Regions from separate parts of the Rattus norvegicus genome. Here region 1 is linked to region 2. A link is a contact called in public Hi-C data. All regions are on one chromosome and are shown on one strand. Each heading gives the region's core, a stretch centred on a gene start, on an enhancer-like site or on the middle of the called end of the contact. The rest is flanking DNA. Distances are from core to core; before and after follow the strand shown. Region 1 overlaps Plpp1 (phospholipid phosphatase 1). Region 2 holds the start of Plpp1 (phospholipid phosphatase 1).

Evidence for each region. Hi-C and Micro-C count contacts between places; a contact is called where the count stands out from the background.
Region 1: a contact with region 2 is called in a Hi-C map of Schwann cells, with 4 times the contacts expected there. The contact joins the enhancer-like site here to the promoter of Plpp1 in region 2. A contact is called at or near these places in 3 of 12 Hi-C or Micro-C datasets (Schwann cells, kidney and liver).

The regions. Positions count from the first base shown.
Region 1 is chr2:46,223,487-46,226,221 of GRCr8, forward strand. It overlaps Plpp1 (phospholipid phosphatase 1), which reads left to right. Exons shown (of 6, transcript NM_022538.2): 3 at 1-170. Among named protein-coding and RNA genes, the nearest start is that of Plpp1, 52 kb to the left of the region's middle. Within about 2 kb of position 1,380, at least 14 of the 93 cell types and tissues checked have an H3K27ac peak or open chromatin away from gene starts, as enhancers often do. A contact at or near this core is called in Schwann cells and liver, where this site is marked.
Region 2 is chr2:46,171,020-46,173,863 of GRCr8, forward strand. Plpp1 (phospholipid phosphatase 1) reads left to right here and starts at 1,558. Exons shown (of 6, transcript NM_022538.2): 1 at 1,558-1,712. The coding sequence starts at 1,655.

The sequences.
Region 1 (2,735 bases), core at 130-2,629, 52 kb after region 2:
GGAGCCTCAGCCAGTCAGTCCCTGACTGACATTGCTAAGTACTCTATAGGCAGACTGCGGCCTCACTTCCTGGCTGTCTGTAACCCAGACTGGTCAAAAATCAACTGCAGCGATGGCTACATTGAGAACTTCGTATGTCAAGGGAATGAACAGAAGGTCAGGGAAGGCAGGTGAGTGTGTTACCTGTAGTGCTTGAGTAGTGCCCTAGGCTAGAAGGTTTTAGTGACTGGAGAGGCGCTGGCTACCACTTTGAAAGGAGAAAGAAACTAGTAAAAACAGGAATGAACGAACTCATGAACCCATAACCTCGATTCTCGTTCCTTAGTCTACTGTTTTAGTCATGAGGCTTCTGTGTCCATTTAGGAGCATTTTATTGAAACGTTTAATTATGACGTATGAGAATCTAAGATGAATCTGGCCCACTTCAGGGTTAGTAAGCTTTTTTAAAGATGCTAGTTCAAGGGCTGAGACGTGGCTCAGTGGGCAAATGCTTCCAGTCACCCAGTGTTGCTTTGATGCTGTACTGAAATAAAATAAAATTGTAAGGGAACAGTCTGTGCACAATAGCTTTATTGATCCATAATGCACAAACCTGTTCAATCCTTGATCACGGTTTTGAATATTTTCACTGCATTAAGTCTGCCTATGAGCCTGTCAGTCTATCAGCTCTCTGTCCTTACAGTCCTTTCTGTTCCATGTTTTCTAGGACATTGTGTGTGAGATCATTCAGTGAGAGCGCTGATGTATCTGTCTTCTCTCGCTAACGTGTCGGTTTCATGGTTTGTCCATGTTTCATGATTGTTACAGATGGTTAATCCAGCCATCTGAACGTTGATTTATAGTTAGGTTGTTTCTAATGTGGGACCATAAGAAATGAAGCTTCAACTGGGCATAGTGGCTCACCCTTTAATCCAAGCTCATGGGAGGCAGAGGCAGAGAGAGAGGCAGAGAGAGAGGCAGAGAGAGAGGCAGAGAGGCAGAGGCAGGTGGATCTCTGTGAGGTGAAGCCTGCTGGCCTACAGAGTGAGTTCCAGGCCAGGCAGGGCTTCACAGTGAGACCCTGTCTCAAAAAATAAGATGAAGGCTGCTGTAAACACGTGTGTTTACACTGTAAACACGTGTGTAAGCACATGTAAGAGACTTGCATTTTACTCGGAGTAGACATGCTGAGCATGCAGCCTTGTAAGTGTTGTTACAGTTGTAGGAAGGAAGGCGCCAGGTGCCGCCGTGGTTGCTGACTGCATTCTTCCTGGACTGAGACCTCCTTAGTCAGGCCCTCGCTGTCCTCCTGGTAGTTTCCCTGCCTTAGCCATGCCTCAGGCTTCCTGTGTCTCTGGGTTCCTGTCTGCGTTTTGTCGTAAGTGGTGCTGCTGGGTGTCTGCGGCGCCTTTGTCCTTCCGGTCCTGCCGTCTGGACATCTCTGCTGCACTCTTGTGGAGAAAGCAGTCAATGAGCTCCATGTTCTACTAAGCTGTAAGAGTTTCTTATTCTAATAAATGCCCCTTTTATGACATGTTTTGAAATATTTTCTCTAAATCTGTTGCTTGGTTTTTCTTTTTTACTGATACTGCTTGAAGTATAGAAATAGAAACTTTGAAGGCCTTTTCTGCTCTATGTGACGTCGTGTGTGTGCACGTAGAGGCCAGAGGTCAGTATGGTGTGTTCTTCAGTCACTCTGCACCGTATCTTCCGTCTCCGCCCCCCAGTGTGGGAAGTGGGACTCAGTCCTCACTCTTGAGTGACAGCACTGTTTCAAGGGAGCCATCTCCCAGCCTCTGTAGTTTCCAAGAAACTCAGTTTATCTTTTGCTTTCATAGTCTGTAGTTTTGGATCTTAATGAATCTGTTCCCGCCTGTGCTTTATACGTTTATTCTTAAGTTTAGCGCTTCCAGCCTTTGGATTTATGTTTGTGTATAATGTAAGGAAAGTATTCTTTTTCTCCGTAGACTACAGTGTTTCCCACCTTATTGACAGCTCCATCTTATAATTTAAATTGTCACTAGCACTTTGGTTGAAATGTCTGCTGTTGTGGTGTCCTTCACTATCTGTGTCCTCTGCAGTACCACACTGCAGCTTTATAGAATGTCCCTAGTCCGAGGTCCCTCCCTCCTGTTGAAGCTTTCCTTGTCGTAGGTTTGTGTGTTTCTCATTAGGCAGAATTTTCATTGAGATTGATTCACATCTTTACATTTACGGTGACTTGGGGTTGGGGATTTAGCTCAGTGGTAGAGCGCCTGCCTAGCAAGCGCAAGGCCCTGGGTTCGGTCCCCAGCTCCGAAAAAAAAAAAAAGAAAAAAAAGAAAAAACAAACAAACAAAAATTTACGGTGACTTGAAATCTTTTTCTATTTTGTGTGTGGGTGTTTGGCCTGCATGTATATGCACCATGCTCCTGCCTGGTGCCCACAGATGCCGGCTGCAGAGGGTGTCACCTGACTTGGAACTGGATTTACAGACATTTCTGAGCCTTCCTGTGGGAGCTGGAAACCGAAGCTGGGCCCTGTGAGACCAGCAAGTGCTCTTACTGCTGAGCCGCTCCCAGCTCCCAGCGGTGCTGTCGCTTTTGAGGTTTCCTGTAGTTTATCTTACAAGTGATTATTTCCTTTTCCATCGCTTTCTGCTTTTGCTCTCTGGAGCCAAGGAGATTTCAAAGGCAAAACAGGGTAGAACTGGGGTGTGGCTTTGCCATCTGCACAGGTGGGTTGGTCAGGAGCACCAAAAAGGGAGGGGAGGGGA
Region 2 (2,844 bases), core at 308-2,807:
TTTGCAGGAAATACTAGAGAAAGCAGAAGGCATGTTTTGTGATTTGTATCTTACATCTTCATATAAGAAGATAAACCCCTGGTGGTGTTGGCTCACGTCTGTAATGCCTTGGGAGGTAGAGGTAAGAGTTAAAGCTATTCTCTGCTACACAGCAGAATGTGAGGCCTGTCTGGGCTAAATGAGTCTCTGTCTAAAAAAAAAGTTACAAGCAAGGAGGAAACCATCTATTGTTAACATCGGTAGTAGTGGTTTAACTCTTTATAAAGCAATTTTCACATATCTTCTCTGAGTCTCACCACTTCCTCTTGATTAGAAAAGACAGCAGGGATCACCAACACCCTCTTTTTACAAATTAGGAAACAGATTACTAAATGTGTTCTGGAGGTCTCCTGGGACCGGGTAGGGGGCCTGCCACTATTGAAGCTTATTATGTACTTATTAAGACATATTAGCTCTCTACTGTCTATGTGAGCATGGCTGATGCTTTGCTAACGATCAAAACTAAGGCCCCTGCATGCTAAGGCCAGAGCTCTACCATTGGACAAGTCTCCAAACTCCTCCCAAATGAAGTCCCTACGAACTCTATTGTAGTAAGAGCCATGATTTGCAGTTAGGGGAAACTGAGCTGGAGATTCATAGCTGAGGAACAAAGAGACTGAAGCGAGTCAGTGAACAGAAAATTACTAAGAAGACATTAATGGCAGGGGTATTCTTGCTAAAGGCAGACCGTGGATTTAATATACATCCAAGGCGGGAGGGTAAATATGTTCGGATATTAAGAATTAAAATATCAAGAATGATCAGAGAGCAAGAAGGATTCTTGCTAAAATGAAGCTCAGCTAGGACTACCAGGAAGATCAAGGTGCAGGTCTCTCAGAGAAAGGGACTTAGAGGTAACTAATTTAAACACTTTGGAGGGAGAGCCCATGGGAGGAGAAGGATGGCGGGCAGCAGGAGCTGTGGAATGGTGTACCAGAGTCCAGCTCTCCTTTAAAGGAAGCATCGCCTAGCACTGAAGGGCTGAATGGAATAAAGAGAGGACTCCCAATCCCTGCAATTTGCCCCGCCCCGTCAACCGGCTTCCAGATTCTGGGCGCGCTCCGCAAGTCGGAGGGCGGGGTCGATAGCGCTGATTGGCTGTCTGCGCTGGCCTGGGGTTTCCCCGGCTCCGCCCATTGTCGTCCCGGCGCTCCTTCAGCCGGCGAGGCCGCGCACTGGCCCAAGCCGCGCGCCCGGGGCGGGAGGAGCCCGAGCCCGTGTTCCTCACCCCTCCTCCCTACGGGTCCTCATCCTTAAAGCTGGAGTCTGCTCGCCCCGCCTGTTGGAGAGGGCACAGGGCAGCGGAGGGCGTTTGGCCGCGGCTAGCCAGCACTGAGAGCAGGCGCCTGAGGCGACAGAGCGGCGGCAACTGGCCGGGAGTCCGGGCCCTGTGAGGGGACCGTGAAGGGAAGGTCTGGGGCACGGTTGCTCTTGGTGGCGGCGCGGCCGAGTCCAAACTGCCCAGGTCGCTGCTGCTTTCAGTCTAGGAGGCGTACGGTCGCTTGGGGCTGCCGCCATCCCGAGGGCGGGGCTCCTGGGAATTGGGTATCTGGACCGCCGCGGTCTCTTCCAACCGCCGCCCGCACCTGGTAGTGACATCGTCCAGCCCGTGACCATGTTCGACAAGACGCGGCTGCCGTACGTGGTCCTCGATGTGATTTGCGTGTTGCTGGGTACGTAGGCGCCGCGGCCCGGGGGGCTTCCGGGCGGAGGGGGACTGCCGCGGAGCCGCGCACCGGTGTGGGGTGGGTGTGCCCGGCGTGCACGCGCGTGCGTGCGCCGCAGCTGCGGAGAGAGTTGTGGGGAGCAGCTTGCGCAGCCGGGGGCGTGGGGGGACCCCCGCTTCTGCATCCAGCACTCTGGCTCCAGCGTGGGCTCTTCCTGCCTGTCTGTCGGTGCGCTGCTTGGCCTCTGTTCTCGCCTGTGCTGTTACCCTCTGTTTCCCGGCCCACTCTAACAGGCAGGGTGGGCTCCTCCCTCTGCACGGTGCAGAGAACCCTGGAACCCTAGTCACTGACTCATCAGGTTCTGCAGCGAAGCTAGAGGTTTGGTACACTCTGACTTTTCCCGAGCAGTGCCCAGCTTATCATAACCTGTGAGAAGGACTTGAAAGTTTTCGTCTATAAAAGATTTAGAACGTTCCTAATTAGAAGGCGTCGTCAGGTTGTAAATTGTCAGGTTGCAAGAGAGGTGAAGATGGCCAGGTTTCTGCCCGACAAGGTCTGAAGAAGCTTGATTTCCCCCATCCCGTAGGAGTCATGCTGTTTGCTTCTAGCGCAGCCCTTGCCTTAGTGTGCCTGTCTCCTATGACAGCCGTGCAAAGAGCCGTGCTTTAGCTTCCTTAACTTCTTTAGCTACAGCAAAGTTGACGTTATTTTCCTGATGGAAGACTTCAGTTCCGGGGATCTTTCGTCTCCAGATGTTTTTTTTTTCCTTCAGGAAAAACACAAAGAAAGCTTCCCAACCCCCCCCCCCCCCCAAAACTAGAGTCATCTGGTCAAGGGATAGGCATTGGAAGGGGTGGCTTTCATTTCTTCTCCCCTGTATCCTGTCTGTCACTTGTAAACCATTGAGTCAGGCAGTAGTACCTAGTTGTAAGCCGTTGGAGGTTTGGGTGGTGGGACTCTGGTTTAAGTAAATGAAGTAGTGCTGGCGAGTTTTCAAGGCAGCTGGACTAGTGGCTTATGCATTCTAGATACAAATCAGCACAATGGCTTCTCAGAGATAGGACATTTCCCCAGGCTTTAATCTAGCAAATCTAGACTATTCCTCTCTCCTGCTTCCAGCCGGATCATTTAGGTGCCT